4 separate regions of the Mus musculus genome follow, and regions 1, 2 and 3 are each linked to region 4. A link is a contact called in public Hi-C, HiChIP or PLAC-seq and promoter capture Hi-C data. All regions are on one chromosome and are shown on one strand. Each heading gives the region's core, a stretch centred on a gene start, on an enhancer-like site or on the middle of the called end of the contact. The rest is flanking DNA. Distances are from core to core; before and after follow the strand shown. Region 1 holds the start of Usp39 (ubiquitin specific peptidase 39). Region 2 holds the start of Vamp5 (vesicle-associated membrane protein 5). Region 3 holds the start of Rnf181 (ring finger protein 181). Region 4 holds the start of Immt (inner membrane protein, mitochondrial).

The links. Promoter capture Hi-C pulls out the DNA fragments that hold promoters and counts their contacts. Hi-C and Micro-C count contacts between places; a contact is called where the count stands out from the background. HiChIP or PLAC-seq counts read pairs in DNA pulled down with a chosen protein or histone mark.
Region 1: a promoter capture Hi-C map of pre-B cells shows a contact between it and region 4. The contact joins the promoter of Usp39 here to the promoter of Immt in region 4. A contact is called at or near these places in 18 of 39 promoter capture datasets (the 3T3-L1 cell line, 3T3-L1-derived adipocytes, the C10 cell line and 13 more), 5 of 484 Hi-C or Micro-C datasets (B cells, CD4 T cells, natural killer cells and 2 more), 12 of 115 datasets of contacts at active chromatin or transcription factors (the NIH/3T3 cell line, astrocytes, bone marrow-derived macrophages and 8 more) and 4 of 9 other capture datasets (adipose tissue, liver, macrophages and 1 more).
Region 2: a contact with region 4 is called in an H3K4me3 HiChIP or PLAC-seq map of bone marrow-derived macrophages, with 7 times the contacts expected there. The contact joins the promoter of Vamp5 here to the promoter of Immt in region 4. A contact is called at or near these places in 6 of 39 promoter capture datasets (the C10 cell line, hippocampal neurons, liver and 2 more), 1 of 484 Hi-C or Micro-C datasets (CD4 T cells), 3 of 115 datasets of contacts at active chromatin or transcription factors (astrocytes, bone marrow-derived macrophages and pancreatic cancer cells) and 2 of 9 other capture datasets (liver and macrophages).
Region 3: a Hi-C map of natural killer cells shows a contact between it and region 4, with 5 times the contacts expected there. The contact joins the promoter of Rnf181 here to the promoter of Immt in region 4. A contact is called at or near these places in 8 of 39 promoter capture datasets (the C10 cell line, the HPC-7 cell line, cranial neural crest and 4 more), 2 of 484 Hi-C or Micro-C datasets (CD4 T cells and natural killer cells), 6 of 115 datasets of contacts at active chromatin or transcription factors (bone marrow-derived macrophages, embryonic midbrain, embryonic stem cells and 3 more) and 4 of 9 other capture datasets (adipose tissue, liver, macrophages and 1 more).

What each region holds. Positions count from the first base shown.
Region 1 is chr6:72,343,176-72,347,348 of GRCm38.p6, reverse strand. It overlaps Usp39 (ubiquitin specific peptidase 39), which reads left to right and starts at 2,174. Exons shown (of 13, transcript NM_138592.4): 1 at 2,174-2,464. The coding sequence starts at 2,200. It overlaps 0610030E20Rik (RIKEN cDNA 0610030E20 gene), which reads right to left and starts at 32. Exons shown (of 4, transcript NM_026696.1): 1 at 1-32.
Region 2 is chr6:72,377,996-72,382,361 of GRCm38.p6, reverse strand. Vamp5 (vesicle-associated membrane protein 5) reads left to right here and starts at 1,894. Exons shown (of 3, transcript NM_016872.4): 1 at 1,894-1,981. The coding sequence starts at 1,979. It overlaps Gm52494 (a long non-coding RNA gene), which reads right to left and starts at 3,080. Exons shown (of 3, transcript XR_003956310.1): 1 at 2,589-3,080; 2 at 2,258-2,465.
Region 3 is chr6:72,360,018-72,364,196 of GRCm38.p6, reverse strand. Rnf181 (ring finger protein 181) reads left to right here and starts at 1,765. Exons shown (of 5, transcript NM_025607.4): 1 at 1,765-1,956; 2 at 2,658-2,785; 3 at 2,971-3,080; 4 at 3,248-3,322; 5 at 3,555-4,179. The coding sequence starts at 1,832. The coding sequence ends at 3,614.
Region 4 is chr6:71,829,408-71,833,847 of GRCm38.p6, reverse strand. It overlaps Immt (inner membrane protein, mitochondrial), which reads right to left and starts at 2,528. Exons shown (of 15, transcript NM_001253681.1): 1 at 2,333-2,528. The coding sequence starts at 2,377.

The DNA of each region.
Region 1 (4,173 bases), core at 925-3,424, 510 kb before region 4:
GCTGCGGACCATGACTTCCGGCCGCCGACCTCGGCTTCCGGCTCCGATGCCCTTTTTCCGGTTGCGTAGGGCCAGGCGCAGCGGAGCAGAGATGCTTTCGAAATTTGAGAACCTTCATCTGTGAGCGCCCGTAGAGCTGGAGGTCCTCTTACTTTGTGGTATCACCTGAACGAAAGAAGGAGTATATATAGCTAATACCAGGAAATTATTTTTAAAAATTCGAGTCATCCACGAATACTGAAAATGCATTCTATTAGTCTAGAGATGTTGACTTTCTTTTCCTAGCCCTTTAGTATAATAAACTTCACTATGAGATCATATGCGTGTGTCTATGTGTTGTGTGTATCTACTTTGCTCCTGTCTTTAAAGCTAGATTCTGCTCATGAGAAATATTTTGTCATCTCCATCACCTCTGCTCCATCTTCTTTTAGACCCCCTCCTTGCCTCCTATAGTTCTCTCCCCTTCTCTCCCCTCTTACACACACACACACACACACACACACACACACACACACATACACACTTAAAATCTAGGTCCTACATATGGGAAAAACATGCAATATTGGTGATTACTCTTTCTAAATTATACTGAATTCGCTTAACATCTTTAGGTTCACCATTTCCCTACAAATGACATTTCTTTATGGCAGAATTAAAGAAGACATGTTAATATATGCCACTTGGTTGACTCTTTAATCTAAATGTGCCTAGGTTTCCTTAATTTTGTTTTTGTAGTGTGTGTGTATAGGCAAGAGGACGACACTGGGTGCTCTTGTCTGTATTCTCTACCTGTTCCTTTGAGATAGGGCCTCTCACTTAACCTGTAATTCAGCTGACAGCCACCAAGCCCTAGTGGTCCTCCTGTCTCCATTTCCCACATGGCTAGGACTATAGGCATGAGCCCACTGTCAGCTTTTTCCACGGGTGCTGGAGTTTTGGACTCATGCTTGGACAGTAAGCTTTCTCACCAATTGAGCCAATCTCCTCCGTTTGTTTGCTTATTAGTGGACATACTAAAAACATCTGTCTCTGATAGGCAATGAGGCAGACAAGTGCTCACGTAGGTAAGTTTTCCCCACCCATACCCAGTCCCTATTTCAGCCACATTGGAGCTGCACTGCTGGTGTCCAGACCACTTGCTTAACTGACCATGAGAGGAACCAAGGCTTTTGAGGGTCTAATAGTGCATAGCCTTCTCTTGTTTCTTTCCTTCTGGCATGTAGCCTAGGATAGTCTTGAATTAACTATGTAGCTCAGTTGGCCTTAAACTTTGGGATTTGTTTTGCCTGATCCTGAGAGTATAGCTTTCCAAGTTTTCAGTTTAAAATGTAAACATCAGAAACTTATTAGAGCAGTGACAGAATCAAGTGCATCTGCTTGATGGAATTGTTATATTGAAAGTAAAGGAACAGACTGCCTTACCCTAGACGTGAATGAGACCTGGTCAGAAAGAGGAAACACCGACTCATACTTGAACATAAAATTCTAGGAAATGTAGTCACTATTGTGGTTTGGGTGGGATTCCACGTGGGCACAGGACATTTCTGGGGTGAGACAAGTTTCTTCTCTTGAATCTGTAAGTGTTCATACATCGCAATTTAGCAAATTAGACACATCAAACGTGTACTATCTTGTATATCAATTATACTTCGATGGAACTGTTCAAATAGGCAGGGACTAAGGCATGACTCAGTGGTAAGGCTGAATTTGAAGTTTTATTAGCTAAACAATAAATGCGCCTTAGCAGAGTATTTGCAAACTCATTTCAAGAGCCCTTTAAATATGATACTAATTGAAGTTCCCAGGTACAAGCCTGAATGAAGGAGTTAATTTGGGAATACTGACTCCTTTTCCTGTGTAGGTCATCAGTCCCTGATCAGGGGACATCTCTGGATCGTCGTTTCGAGACACAAATTGTCCTGAAGCTATCTCGGGTGGAGTGCTAGCTTCCTTTTCCCTAAAATGAAAGTAGCCTGTGAAAGGTTCCTATTTAAGCCGTGAAGAGATGTTGGACAAGGACACAATATGTTCGAAACTATCTCGGTTGGGCCAGCAGCGCTTATAACGTTTTATAAGCCTGTATTGTCCCTCACAGCGACTCGTAGCGCGCTGCGTTTCTATGAGGCCATCTCGACTTCTGATTGGCTGCTTGCTGCCCGTGCTCGGCGCCGGCGCGGAAGCTCCTAACTGGTGGTGGCGATGTCTAGCCGGTCCAAGCGGCAGTCCCATGGTTCCACCCGCGGGAAGCGTGAGTCCGAGTCTCGTGGCAGCTCGGGTCGCATCAAGAAGGAGCGAGACCGTGAGAAGGAGCCCGAGGCGGCGAGCTCCCGGGGTAGCCCGGTCCGCGTGAAGCGGGAGGCCGAGCCGGCTGCGCGAGAGGTCCCGGCGCCCGCGCTCCCGGTCGTGCGGGTGAAGCGTGAGCGCGAGGCCGATGAAGACTCGGAGCCCGAGCGGGAGGTGCGAGGTGCGCGGGGCCGGGCCGGGCGCGTCCTCTTCCTTCGCCTGCTTTCTTCTTTCTCCTCCTATATTTTTAAAGACGGGTCTCAGGAACTTGAAGTTGTAACCAGAGATGGCCTTAGACTCTTGCTTCCCCTTCTTGAAGTCTGAGATGCCCAGTTTTTGTCTGCTTTTTACTTTTCCTTTCTTCTGCCTCCCTGACCAGGCTTGAATCCAGCAGGCTGGATTGCCTGTCATAATACATCACAGCATCTCCCTATTCACGTATAGCCTACGTGGGTCAGGTGCTCTACTGACGACTGTACAGATGGACCCTTCTCCGTTCCCCCCCACCCCCCACAAATTCCTAAGAGTCAGAGTCATGTTGTAATTTTTGGAATAAGACCATTAGTTGAGTCCCAGTGCACTCAACTCAAGTATTGACTTTGTACTAGTTGAATAGTTTGGAGACACTAATGCTTCTCCTGGGTTTTGCATGGGGGTTGTTCCATGTTGTCTTGTAAAGGATGCTGATGTAATGACCAGCCTTGGGAGACAGATAGTATTATTCCATAGAGCAATAGGTAGGGAGTAAGGTCACAAGAAGATATAATCTTCTTTAAGGGCAGGGATCTTCTGTAAGGCAACCCACTATGAGCACTGGTTCTTTTTCTATTCTATTATGGGACTTAACTCTAGGATCTGGCAAAGATGTCATATAATAGGGTACTGTTATTGCTGTAGTAGACTCTTTGTTTTAGTCTGTGATCATGTGGCTTCTGTCAGCATCCATGAAGCTGTGTCAAGCTAACACATTAGGGTTAACTTTAGTTAGAGTTAACACATTAGGATTAACTCTCAGAACCAATACAGTTCTTGTACTAATAGTAGATTTAAGGATATTCAGCTTATCTTAGTACTTGTGATATATTTCATGATACTTTTCCTGCCCATTTGATATTTATTTATTTATTTATTTGCTTATTTAGGCAGGCTCTTACTAAGTAGCCCTGGCTGTCTTGGAACTTTGTCGGTAGGCCTCAAACTCAGAGATTTCACCTAGCCTACTCACTCAAGGGCTAGGATTAATGTACACCACCAATGCCTGGCATTTATTTATGTGTATGCATGTACCATGGTGTATGTGTGGAAGTCAGTGGGCAACTTGTGGGAGTCCGTTTTCTCTCCTAGCCTGTGTGTCACAGGGATTGAACTCAGATAGTTGGGTTGCTGGTAAGCACCTTTACTAAGCCATCTCACTTGCCTGGATTCCTTTATGTAATATATAAATTAATCTTTCATTGGTTATATATGTAATAGACCTACTCTTAGTTTGCAACTTATTTCATTAGTGGCCTTTTTTTGAATGTTGTCACTAAAGGAAATGGAAAAGCTCATCTTTTTGAGATGTGTGTGTGTGTGGTCCCTGGCTGTCCTAGAACCTAACCTAACTGATCAAACTCTCCCAATCTTAGTGATCAAATGTTCCCATTTCGGTGATTTTGTTTTGTTTTGTGTTTGCTTGTTTTGTGCCTGTGATTTGAGGAGAGCCTCCAGTCCTCCATTTATGATGCTGGAGCAGATCTTGGCTGTGCTAGTTAAGTGTTCTACCACTGAGCAGATCTTGCCTGTGCTAGTTAAGTGTTCTACCACTGAGCAGATCTTGGCTGTGCTAGTTAAGTGTTCTACCACTGAGCAGATCTTGGCTGTGCTAGTTAAGTGTTCTACCACTGAGCA
Region 2 (4,366 bases), core at 645-3,144, 550 kb before region 4:
TCAAACTCAGTCAATCCTCCTGCCTCATCCTCTTAAGTGTTAGGATCACAACCATAGCTACAGAGCCAGCTCAGTTTTCTGTTTGGTTTTGTTTTATTTTGTCTTCGGGCAGGCTCTCATGTAGTAACTGCTCACATTCATTAGACAGCAGGCCATGGCTGTGAACCTTGACCCTTCTGCTGCTGGCTCGCCGATGCTGCCATCTACCACCAAGTCTGGTTTGTATGATGCGGGACATCAAACCCAGGGCTTGGGGCAAAACAGGCAAGCCCATCCCCAGCATCCATTTACAATTGAGTTTTTGCCTTAAAACTAAAGTCTTTTTAAAAACTCTTTGTTCTTTAAATTATTTTTATTTTATGTGTAAAGATGCTTCCTCTGCATGTGTGACTGTGACCATGTGTGACACGTGTCCTTGGAGGCCAGAACAGGGCATCGGATCCCCCGGAGCTGGAGTTAACAGACCGCAGTGAGCTGGCATGTAGTGAGCTGGCATGTAGTGAGCTGGCATGTAGTGAGCTGGCATGTAGGTGCTGACAATTAAACCTCAGTCCTCTGGAGGGGCAGCCAGGACTCTTAACTGCTGAGCCGTCTCTGCGGTCTCACATTTTAGCCTTCGATTAAGCACATAAAACAGCACCACTTAATATATTCCTCCGTGAGCTTTTTGTGGAATTCAGAGCACAGCGTATCCTTTACAAGTCTTCAGGCTTTCTGCACCTTTTGCACAGTTCTTTACAAACAACCTCATTTTAACCTTGAAGTTGGCCTGAGGCTGGGACGGGCCAATGAGATTAAGGAAAGGACTTCTCAGTTCCCAGTTCTGCAAGAAAAGCCGCAGTTTCCTCGGCATCTCTCTTCGTCAAGAACTCCATCTTCCTCACCTGTTAGAGGACCATCCCGCAAGGCCCACACCAGGAATCTAAGAGAAAGTGTGTGTTCTCAGGCTGGGCAACACCTGTTTGTTTTCCTTGCAGCAGCTTGCAACTCTGTCCTAAACTCATGCTGTGAAACTCTTCAAGACAGTCTGTGTAGTTTGTATTTTATTCTTATCCAAAAGAGATGGTCTCTGCTTGAGTACCACTTTGGAAGCTGGCTCCCATCTTCTCCTTTGCCTCTTCTGCCTCTTGTTGGTTCAAAACTTGAGATCCATCCACACACCATTGAGACTTTTAGCTCACAGAAATGTCTGCAACACTTTAGCATTTTAAAAATCTTCCTCCCCCAATGTATGGAGATCAGAGGCCAACTTGCAGGAGTTGGTTCTTTCCACAACGCGAGTCCATTTTTTAAAAAGATTTATTTATTTATTATATGTAAGTACACTGTAGCTGTCTTCAGACACTCCAGAAGAGGGCGTCAGATCTTGTTACAGATGGTTGTGAGCCACCATGTGGTTGCTGGGATTTGAACTCCGGACCTTCGGAAGAGCAGTCGGGTGCTCTTACCCACTGAGCCATCTCACCAGCCCTAGCTTACCATTTTTAAGGGTATAACTCGGTGACATACAATGTATTCAGAATACTGCCTGTTCCGTCTGTAAATAATCAGAACTTTGGAGTGGTTGGTGTGTTTTTAATTTCGGGTGAGACGCACTCACCAAGGTGGCAAATACTTCTGGCTTGTTCATGTCAGCTCCAGCACATAGCTCCCACAGATGCTTTTTGCATGACGGAATGACGCCTCCTGGGCTAACTCCTGATGCAGCCCCAGATCCAAGAGACATCGGTCCCCAATTCACCAGGCTGGGGTGTCATCGGAAATCGGACGCCTGTGGCCCGGTAGGAGGCGCCCCACGGGTCCTGTCACCGCTTTCGGTTTGCCCGGGACGGGCACCTCTGAGAAGGCGCGCCCCCCTCCCTCTTGGGCTGCGGGCCCGCCCCGCCCCACGGCTTCCTCCCGGGCCGCGGGCACTGAGGCCGCTCGGGGCAGAGGAATCGGAGCCGGCGAGCAGGCAGCGGCGGCGGCTGCGGAGGCAATGGTGAGACGGGCAGGGGCAGAGGGCGATTGTGCAGGGGCAAAAAGCAGGATTCTGAACCCCAGGGGCATAGGTCACGCTGGTCGCACGGACTAGTCCCCAACTTTGCAGGCAACCGGGGAGGGAGACTTCGGAGTGCGCCCCGTCGGGGCAGAGTGAGCGGTGCTACAGCTTCCCACGCTCCTGGAGCAGTTATCAGCTCCCGGCAATACCGGGCAAGTTACTTAACCTCCACGAGCCTCCTTTTCCGCGCAGTGAAGTAGGGGCAGCAATACTTACCTTGGTGGGTCCTTGAGAGGTTAAAGAAGATGTTTATGGTCGCTGCTGCCAGGCACTCAGAACCCTTTGCTGAGAAGTGGTAGGTAATGCGATGACCTCTCCAGCTCTTCCCCAGGCTAAGAGGAGCCAGAGCTGGCCCAAGGGTTGGAAACCTGAGCAGATGCCTGGTAGAGGCCCCGTGCTGACGTGCTGACAGATAAACACTTCCCTGGGGGAAAAGAGAAAATAAGTTGTTTACTATAAAAGTTCCATGAAGTTATCCCTGTGACCCAGCCTGCTGACTCTTTCCTAACCTCTACCTAGTAACATAATCATGAGTTGAGTCACCTACATTCACTCCTGCTGCAGACTTGCCATTTCCAAGACAAAAGTGTCAGGGACCACTGATGCCTGGATCCCACCTTCCAGGGCTCCTGGGAAGGTGGCCAGACTGGAAGCAAGTTTAGTACTCTAAGATGGGATGGATGTGGCCTGGCTAGGGGTGGCAATGCCTGGATGGCCTCATCTCTAGGGAACTGGAGGCAGGAAAGGGAAGTGTGGCAGGAAGGTAGCCCTAAGCTTTGAGGCCACACCAGGAAACCGAGGGAGGCTCTGAGAATGGGCTGGAGCTGAGAGCCCACTTCCGAGAGTACAGGGCAGAGATGGTCTTTCAACTGGCTCTCAGCTCTTGAGGAGAAGTTCTGAAAAGAAGGCTGCGCCAGGTTAGGTTATCTGGCTGTTCAGGAGAACCTTGGGGGTTCAGAGTCTGGGGGATGCATTAATTTTATCCCTTCAGCCTGTCTCCAGCTCCATCATCTATCTCTTCTTCCCTTGTCCCCCTTTCTGTCTCCAGCTCTTTCCTCCTGCATCCCATCCCTCTGACTACCATATATACCCCCACCCCCAACTGATTTCCCTTTCCTTTCCCTTTTCTTCACTGGGACTCATTCAGTCAAAATGATTTAAGAAAAAAATTCTTTTTTGCCATTGGAATAGCACAAAACAGTGATGGAGGAGATGAAAATGAGAGATGGAAATGAGCAATATTTTTTTGCATGTGTGGTATGCACGCTTGTTCACGTGTCTGGGCACATGCCTGTTTAGATACATGTGGAAGTCAGAGGCTGATGTCAGGTGTCTTATTAAACAGCTTTCCACTTTATTTTTGGAGACGGGATCTCTGGTTCAACCTGGAGCTCACCAGTTTGTCTCGTCTAGCTGCCAGCTTGTCCTTGGGACCGGCCCCTTCTTCCTGCCCCTAGGATTACAGGCAGACTGCCTGGCTTTTATGTGGGTGCTAGGGAGTCAGACTCTGGTCCCCAAACTTGTGCAACAGGGGATTTATTTATGGAGGCATCTTCCTAGCACCATAGATCATTTTAAAAGATTTTATTCATGTGTATGAATTTTCCCCTGCATGTATGTGTGCGGGGTACCATGTGTGTGCAGTGCCTGTGGAGGCCAGAAGAGGGAATTTCACCTTGTACTGGAATTTTAGGCACCCGTGAGCCGCCAAGTGGGTGCTAGGAACCCAGATCTTCTAGAAAAGCAGCAAGTGCTCTTAAATGCTGAGCCACCTCTCCAGCCCCACCATAAATAACTAAAAATTATTTAGCCTGCTTGTTTGGTTTTGGGGGACAAGGTCTCATGTAGATCAGATTGATGCAGAACTCACGATGTCGCTGAGCCACAGTGCCTGAATGGAGTTAACTATTTTTTTGAGGCAGTCTTGCTATATACCCTGCCCTTAAATGACCTAAGTAAACAAAGCTGGCCTTGAAGTTGCAGCAATGCTCCTGCCTCTGCCTCCCAAGTGCTAGGATTACAAGTATTTGACACCATGTCCAGATATAGAATAAATTTTTTTAGACAAGGTCCGACTAGATACTATATAGACGTGATTGGCCTCGAACTCTGCCTACTGAGTACTGGGATTAGGTAGGTTCATAGGCCTATGCTCAGCCTAAAATAATCCTCAGAATCATTTGTCTGGCAGAACTTGTGCTTGTAGTCACGGGCCTTTCTCCTTTGAACACAAGCAGAGTTGGCATCCAGTGGCTAGTACTCTTTAGCCAGTCATCAGGGGCACCAGACCTCACACTTTCTGTGCGTCTGGTTTAGCACAGGGAT
Region 3 (4,179 bases), core at 516-3,015, 530 kb before region 4:
CCTGAAGACAGCTCGATCTAAGCACTTGAACAACTTTCCCAGCTCCTCTTCGTCATCCTTCCCGGTCTTCCTAAGAATAATATGTCCACAGCAATACCCCAGTCCTGGTACTCGGTTTCCTTTTTGTTTTGTGTGTTAAAACACCATGACCAAAAGCAACTTGTGGAGGAGAGGGTTTATTTCATCTTAAAATTATACTCCACCATGAAGGTAAGTCAGGACGGAAAATCATGGCAAGAACATGAGGCAAGAGCTGCAGCAGAGGCTATGGAAGAACACTGCTGACCGGCTCTTTCATCCTGCTTCCTATACACCCCAGGACCTGCCCTGGGGTGTTACTTCCCACTGTGAGCTGGGCCCGTCTATATCAGTCATTAATCAAGAAAATGACTAGTCTACAGGCCAATGGAATGGAGGCATTTTCTCAGGGTTTGAGGGTCCTTCTTCCCAGATGATCTTAGCTTATGTCAAGTTGACAAAAAGATAACAAACATACAGGGCTTAAGACAATACTGTTTGTTTGTTTGTTTGTTTGTTAGAGGCAGTGTTTCCCTAAAAGCCCAGTGGCCTCTTAAATTCTGAGACGATGGGTGTATGCCACCTTGAGAGCTCTAAGCACTTGTTACCTTCCTTGGGTTTATTATCATCTTCCTCTTCTGAGAAAGATGGGGGGATAGCACTTTGCCCTGCTAGGTGGGTCAGCAGCACTCACTTTGGGCAAGCTACTTCTGAGACCCAGGTCAGTGGTAGAGCAGATGCTCAGCATGAACTCTAAGGCCCCTCTGAGGTGCCGCACTACAGTACTAGACAATTACAATCAGGTATTTATGGAATGCTCTTTTCCTGAATATGCCTCTCCTTTGAATTTTTTTAAAGACAGGATTTTACTATGTAGCCCACGCTGGTCTTAAGTTTGCAATCCTCTGGCGGTCACTCCCCCCCTTTTCAAAAATTTCAAAAAAATTTATTTTATAACTATGTGTGCTTTGTCAGGTGAATGTAGGTACCGGGGAGGAGGAGCAAAGAGGCATTACCTGGAGCTGGAATTACAGTAAACTGCCCAAGTTGAACTCCTAATCATGCATGGTTTTGTCTATTTTCCTTCTTTTATTGTTTATATTTATTTGTTTTAATTTTTATTTTTATTGATTGAGACAAGGTCTCAACTTTTTAGCCTTGGCTGGCCTCCCACTCACAGAAAAACACCTGGCTCTGCCTCCTGAGTGCCAGACTTAAAGACATGCACCATCGATTGCTTTATTTATTTATAATACGAGTGGGTGTCTTGCTGCATGTCTGTCTGTCTGTCACTTATTTGCCTGGTGCCCGCAGAGCATCAGACCCTCTGGAAATAGTGTTGTGCGCCATCCAGTGGGTGCTGGGACTAAAACTTGGGTGCGCTGAGCCATCTCTCCAGGCCCTTCACCCATTTTTATGCATAAAACATAATCAATGCGTGGGAATTTTCCTTTCAGGGAGTAGGTGGAACATGCAGGTAAACTCAGCCAAGGAGACACAGTAGAGATACTTCCGGCTTGGACTGGCACTTCTAGAAACCGGCGAGAGCCCTCAGATCCTGGCTCCGAAAAGTCCCCGGAATTTCCTCTTTCTCCAACCCCATTGGCTTTAGTCTTTGGTCACCTGACTTATCCAACCAACGAGAGGCGGCTGCATCGGTACTTCCGCCTCTGTGTGCGAGTCACTATGCCCACCCCAGGAGCACTCTGATTGGCTCTCCTCTTGAAATTCGATCGCTTATTGGCCAGCGCTGGATTCGGCTCTCCAGCGGCAACCTAAAGCTGTGTCAGACAAGCCCGGCAGCCCAGGAGCCATGGCGTCTTATTTTGATGAGCACGACTGCGAGCCGTTGAACCCTGAGCGTGAGGCCCGCAACAATATGTTGCTGGAACTCGCGAGAAGAGTGCGCGGGGCTTGGAGCTGGGCCCCGGGCGGCAGGTTTCTGGGTTGGGGTTTGGCGGAGAGGGCGGGTTAACCTGGGAGGTGGGGTAAATAATGTTAGTCAGGGCGACGCGATTAGTCGAGTCGGAGTCGTTAATTTGGGCTATTAATGAGTAGGGCCCGCCAGGGGATCGTGGGAAAGACGAAGATAGAAAGGGTGGGTGTAGCAAAGGGAGGCACGGGACAAGATTGTCATGGGGGCGGACACGGCCTGTGCCCAAGTGTGTAAACTGGGTAGTGTTTTGCTAGTAATAAGCAAGGAGAGAAACTCACTGCTGTCCTGGAATCAACTTTGGCTTATTCCTGAACGACTTCTTTGAGACTGCTATTTCTAGTAAAATGGGAAAGTTGCCTGGAGTGATAGTGCACACCTTTAATCCAACTACTTGGGAGGTAGAAAGAAAAAGGGAAAAGCGAGCCGGGGTTGATTGAGAGCTGTGCTGGTGGGTTTGTTTCGTGTGTGTGTGTTTTGCTTAGAGACAATCTCACTATGTATCCCTGACTGGCCTCGAACTCACAGCCTCCCAAGTGTTGTGACTAAATGCATGGGCCACCACCTCTGGCTCCCACCCTACTGAGGAGCTCTTGTGCACTATTCGTTATTATTACTATTTTAGCCAGGACAGGTATTTCCCAGTGGATTATGGGGGCCGGAACTAGATGATTTCCTTAGTTCTGATTTATACTTTCTCCCTCAGATCACTCTTTAATAGGATGGACTTTGAGGACCTGGGATTGGTAGATTGGGAACACCACCTTCCCCCACCAGCTGCCAAGGCTGTGGTGGAGAGCCTCCCTAGAACAGTCATCAGTAGCGCCAAGGCTGGTGAGGACACAAGGCCTTTTTTGTTTTTTTTTTCTGTTTAGGGCAGATAAGCCAGACCTGCCTGCCTGCCGACTCCCCCTAGCCACCAACAATCTGGCCTGTTAGTGTTCTAGGCCAAGCCTGTGTCTGAGTGGGAGGTTGGGTTGGGCCTTAACTGCTCTCCTGATCGACACTTCCTCTTCAAGATCTCAAGTGCCCCGTGTGCCTTTTGGAATTTGAGGCGGAGGAGACTGTGATTGAGATGCCCTGCCATCATCTCTTCCATTCCAACTGCATTCTGCCCTGGCTAAGTAAGGTACTCGGTCCATCCCTTCCCGGCCCCAACACCAGTTCCCGCCAGTTCCTAAGCGGCTTTTTTTTTTTTTTTTTTTTTGGTAATGGACTGGGGTGAAATCAAGGGAGAGAGCAGGGCTGGAAGGCAGGAGCAGGAAAGGACCGGAATACCGCTCTTGATTTCTCTAGACAAATTCCTGCCCTCTGTGCCGCCATGAGCTGCCCACTGATGATGACAGCTATGAAGAGCACAAGAAAGACAAGGTCTGGTCACCCCACCCCTGCTGCACACTCCCCACTCCTCAGCAGGCTTGGCTAGGCCTCTGAACGCCCCCCTCACTTGGGCTCCCTTCCAAGTCAGTGTGGTGAGGGCAAAGGTCTCAGCATTGTTAATGTTAGAAGCCTGAAAAGAGACCCCGTGACAGCTGCTCTCTGCATGGTCCTATCCATGAGTATTCAGACCCAGCCTTGCCTAAGCCTGGCGTCTTTCTTCTAGGCTCGCAGGCAGCAGCAGCAGCACCGCCTGGAGAACCTCCACGGAGCCATGTACACGTGAGGCAGCTGCCAGGGCTGAGCGCTCAGCCTCTCTGATACCTTCCCTCTGCACTCTGAATCATTAAAGGTTTCTTTACCCACCCTGCAGCTGCACGGCTCACCAGCCGAAGCAGGGGCTCCTTCCGAATCCTCCACCCTGCTGCTAGCCAGAAAGATGTCAAAGGTGTCAAATGTCCGAAGGTGCCAGGCTGCAATTCCCTCTGCCAGCCTCTAGACTCTGGGTGGTGGGGCCCTAGAACAACCAGGGCTTGGGTCTGAGTGTTCTTTTAGAAGTCAAACTGTGTCAGAGCCTGGCGCTTTGTAGCTGTTTAAAACTGATAAATTAACTTGCACCACCCCACTCCGGAAATCTCTAGTTAACCTTGGAACCTTTAGTTAACCGTGGAATCCTGGGGGTGTTCTTTATTTCCACATAGAAAACTTTTAACATTGTAAAAGTTGCTCTCTGTATCCCACTCCTGTAGGCGCCATTATCAAGGAATCAAAGGTCAAGCCAGCCCAAGTAGGGCAAGGCTGTTTAGAGACTCTTCAAAGGGGGACAGTCCTTGTGGAAGTTTTGAAAGTGG
Region 4 (4,440 bases), core at 1,279-3,778:
CCTTTAGTAGCAATTAAAGAACTTATTTGAAGAGAAAGGTAAAAAGGCAAGACATGAAAGCAGATGAAATTTGCCAAAAACTGGAATCATTTGGTAAGTTGATAAAAAACAAATTTGAGGGGTTGGGGATTTAGCTCAGTGGTAGAGCACTTGCCTAGCAAGCACAAGGCCCTGGGTTCAGTCCTCAGCTCTGGAAAAAACAAAACAAAATTGAATGTAAAAACATAAATGCAAAATTGAGAGGAGGAAGAAGGGGAGAGAGGGAGAGACAGAAGGGGAGGAAGGGAGGTGGGAGAAAGAGAGAGAGAGAGAAAGAAAGAAAGAAAGAAAGAAAGAAAGAAAGAGAGAGAATGAGAACACTCAGGAAAATAATCACAGAAGATTCACAACCTGGACTGGGTATGAAACCGAGGAGAGGTAACCAGCCAGGCCGCAGACATAGAATAGTATAAATGAGACATATAAGATACTAACTAGTCAGGGGACAAGCCCTGCTTAAGACCTAGGCATTTATTCATGAATAATAAGCCTCCCAAGTCATTACACAGGAACAGGGCCATAAATGGAAAAGCTCACTTATATTTAATGTTCTTCCAGAGGACCTGAGTTCAGTATCAGTGTCAGGGAGTCTACAACCACTGATTAACCTTAGCACTGGGGGATACAGTATCCTCTTCTGGCCTCCATAGGTGTGTACATGTACACATATTCATTCATTCACACACACACACACTCTCTCTCACTCTCTCTCTCTCAGACAGACAGATAGACACACACACAAATAAGCAGCAATATCAAATGCTACAGAATGAATGAAGAGGTAATGACAATAAACCTATGAATTTGTTGACAGTGACTTCAGGGAACTTTAAAATGTTTGTTGAGAGCTAGAATACCATTCATGTTTTAGTCTCTAACTGAGCTCCCCAAAAAGAAATCTGAATTAGGGAAGTTACTCAGGTAGGGCTAGTCTAGTAAATAAATCAATGAGAGAAGAGATGTTGAAGTAAAGACAGAAAGAAGCACATGGTAATACTAAATGTGTTGTGTTTCGTGTTTGGTGTTAGGAATGGCCTGTAAGTGCCTTGTGGCAAGAAATTGTTAGAAGGTTCTAAAAGCTGAGAGCAGCCACCTGCAAGACACAGGAGAGAACATGGACTTTAGTGCAACACCTGAAGGGGCTGGATTTAGCTAATTATGAATTTGGAGGAAGTAAAAAGTACTATCTACAAATGAGAATCAAAGCACAGCTAATACTTCTCAACAAAGCCTTGCATGACTCTAAGCTGAGACTCCACAACACTAATGTCCAGACTACTACAAAAACTGGAAGATAATCAATGAGGGTGTAGTTACAGGCTGCTTAATGTGTGCTGTTGGATAAATACCAACAGAAAACTAATACGGGGCTCACTTCCCTATGCAAGAGGCTGAAGGACAAACAGTAAAGCAAAAATAAAGAACAAAACTGCTTAACTTCAATCATCTCAGGATGACCCTGTCTCGAAACTTTATCCAATTACTGCTCAAGTTGCAGCATGTTCCTCATAACCTTTCAAGTGTTAGTTTTCTAAAACTTCTGAGTAATGGAAATGGGGTTTTTATTTTCAACTGTAGAAAGTTATACTGACAGTTATGAAAAATTAAAGAGAGACAAAACAGGGCGCCTAAGATACCTGAATGTCAGACATGGTTCCAGTGCTTAGAGACACTGATCCCCAAGCTAATCTCAGAAATAAGCACAAGGTCATGACTTCTGTCCTCCTTCAGCACCAGAAGTTTAAGCTCGAGAAATGAAAAATCTTTCACCTTTTACTATAAGACTAGCTCAAAGGCGCTCTCGGCTACGGAAACAAAAGGAACCCACTCCCAGATTAACAGCAACTTTGACCCCTAGGCTCTCCACCAGTCCAGGAACCTGCTTATTAAAGATGCAACAAGCCCTGAGAAGCAATCCCTGCTGGGAACTGTAGTTCTCCCGCGCCGACCTTCACGATTGGAAACCTATCACGTGCCCAACCGGCGGCCCAGACGCCAGCAGCCAGGATTGGTCCGAGACTGAGATAAGGAGGTACTGATTGGATACCAGGTCCCTGAAGCCACGCCTCAGCGGCACACCCGCCTCCCCGCGCTCCACACCCCAGCCCGCTTCTTCAGCAATAACCCTCGAGTCATTCCAGTCCAGCGGCCGCCCTAGAGGACTGCCTCGGTTCCCCGCACTAGGGGTGGCTCTGCCTGGGGGGGGTGCGCATCATGGATGCCTCTCACGTTGTCCGTTGGCAGTCCGCAGTCAGCGTGACCACGCGCCCCTTCGGAGAGACCCCACGCTCACCTGGGCCGCGACGGTCACGCCGGATAACTGACAGGCCCGCAGCATTTCTGCCGAAGCGACAGCGCTGCTGGTGGACGCGGGAACGACCGCGGCCGCACGAGAGGAGGGCGTGCGTGCTGGTGTGCGTGCCCGCGTCTGTACAGCCTAGCTGCGTCCGGCGCACCGGAAGGGCCACCGGCACCACTGCGCACGCGCCGCCTCCTCCCCTGCTACAGCCGAGGCGGCTCCCTGAGGGTGGGACTCACCCCGGCTGCGAAAAGGGGAGTAAAGCGGTGATTGGCGACTAGGAGGCGGAAGGGCAGGTTCTCCTTCCGGGTCGCGCTTGGGCGCTAGTTTGTCTGCAGATGACCGGGTTACTAGGTGAACTGGCCGGAGAGTGCTGTGTAAAGTTCGACTGTGACTCTTAGAATTAAAGCGTTGGTGAATTAAATTAGAATTAGACTCTTAGAATTAAAGGGATGGGGAGGTGGATCCGGTAGGGACGCCTGCTCCCAGTCCTGACGACCTGAAATTTGCGACCTCTCTGGTGGCAATAGAATCGATTCCAATTAGTTGTCCGCTGACTTCTTTATGGAGCTGAGGCACACGTATGCCTACAGGGTTTTTTTTTTTTTTTTGGTTTTTTTTTTTTTTTTTTTTTTTTTTTTTTCTTTTCCAAAGGGTTGCTGAAGAATAAGCGAATGTGCTGAAGGCATCCTGGGGCAGAATGTGTTTCCGGTGTCTTTAAATAGTAGAGAACGGATAGGAACCCAAATTCTAAGTTCAGGTTTTTACTTAAGTCACACCGCTTTTTTTTTTTTTTTTTTTTTTTTTTTGCCACTTTTATTTTATAAAGATGATTTCGGTCGCAGTTTTGGGGACGGTTTGGAAGACTCTTCCAAGCGTTCTGAGTTTAACAATGTGTTAAAAATTGACTGTCGTTAATATTCTATGTAAATTCCACTATGATTATGTGGTTCTCTTACCATAATAACATAGAAAAATAATTTTCAAAATCTGTTGGAGGCTGGACCTAGTCGTGCATGCTTTTAATCCCAGCGCTAGAGAGGTAGAGGTAGGCAGATATCTTTTGAGTTCAAGGCCAGCTTGATCTACAGAGTTCCAGGACAGCCAGCTGAATATATTGAGACCCTGTCTTGAAAACCACAAAACAACAAATCTGTTTGCAAAATACTTACAAGCCATAAGTAGGTGATTTGTTATGATACGATACAGATAAAAAAAAGCTGCACTTTTATTTTCATTTATAAAATAAATGAAGTCCAGTGTTGTGGTCACACTGTAAATGACAGCACTTGGGAGGCTGTTGCAGGATTGGACTACATAAATTTCAAACAAAAAACAGGAAAGATTTGAAAAATATCAAAAATGTGTTTATGTTCTATATTATCTACGTTCTATACATGCCAAGCTTTTCAGAGCACTTCAGTAATGTACTTGTCGATCTTTGTCATGTCATCATTCGACAGCCTCCAGTCCTCCCATTTTCTTAGTAAATCTAGCAGTCTGGCTCCATCCCTGTTCACCGCTGCTCTGGTTCTTGCCAGCGTGATAACGTCTCGCACACTGTTGACCCGGGGCTGCTTTTGTACTACACTTCGGACCTTGTACTACAGACAGTCTCCTTGGCTTTAAGATCTCATTCTTCAGGGCTGGAGAAATGGTTCAATGTCTAAGAGCATATATTATTCTTGTAGAGGACCCAGATTCAGTTCACAGCCCCAATATCAGGCAGCTTACAACTTCCTATAAATTATCAGAGAGCCCTCCAGATACAGACACAGACATGATTTATAAAAATAAATCTTAAGCCGGGCATTGGTGGCGCATGCCTTTAATCCCAGCACTTGGGAGGCAGAGGAAGGCGGATTTCTGAGTTCGAGGCCAGCCTGGTCTACAAAGTGAGTTCCAGGACAGTGAAGGCTACACAGAGAAACCCTGTCTTGGAAAACAAAAACAGCAAAGCTGGATCTGGGTGCAGGTGTGCAGGGCATCTGAGTTCGGTTCCCAGCACCCACCTCAGGCAGCTCATAACCTTTAACTGCAGCCCCAGGAGATTCTGCGGTACCTTCACTAATGTGTTGTATATAGTTTGAGAAAGAAAGATC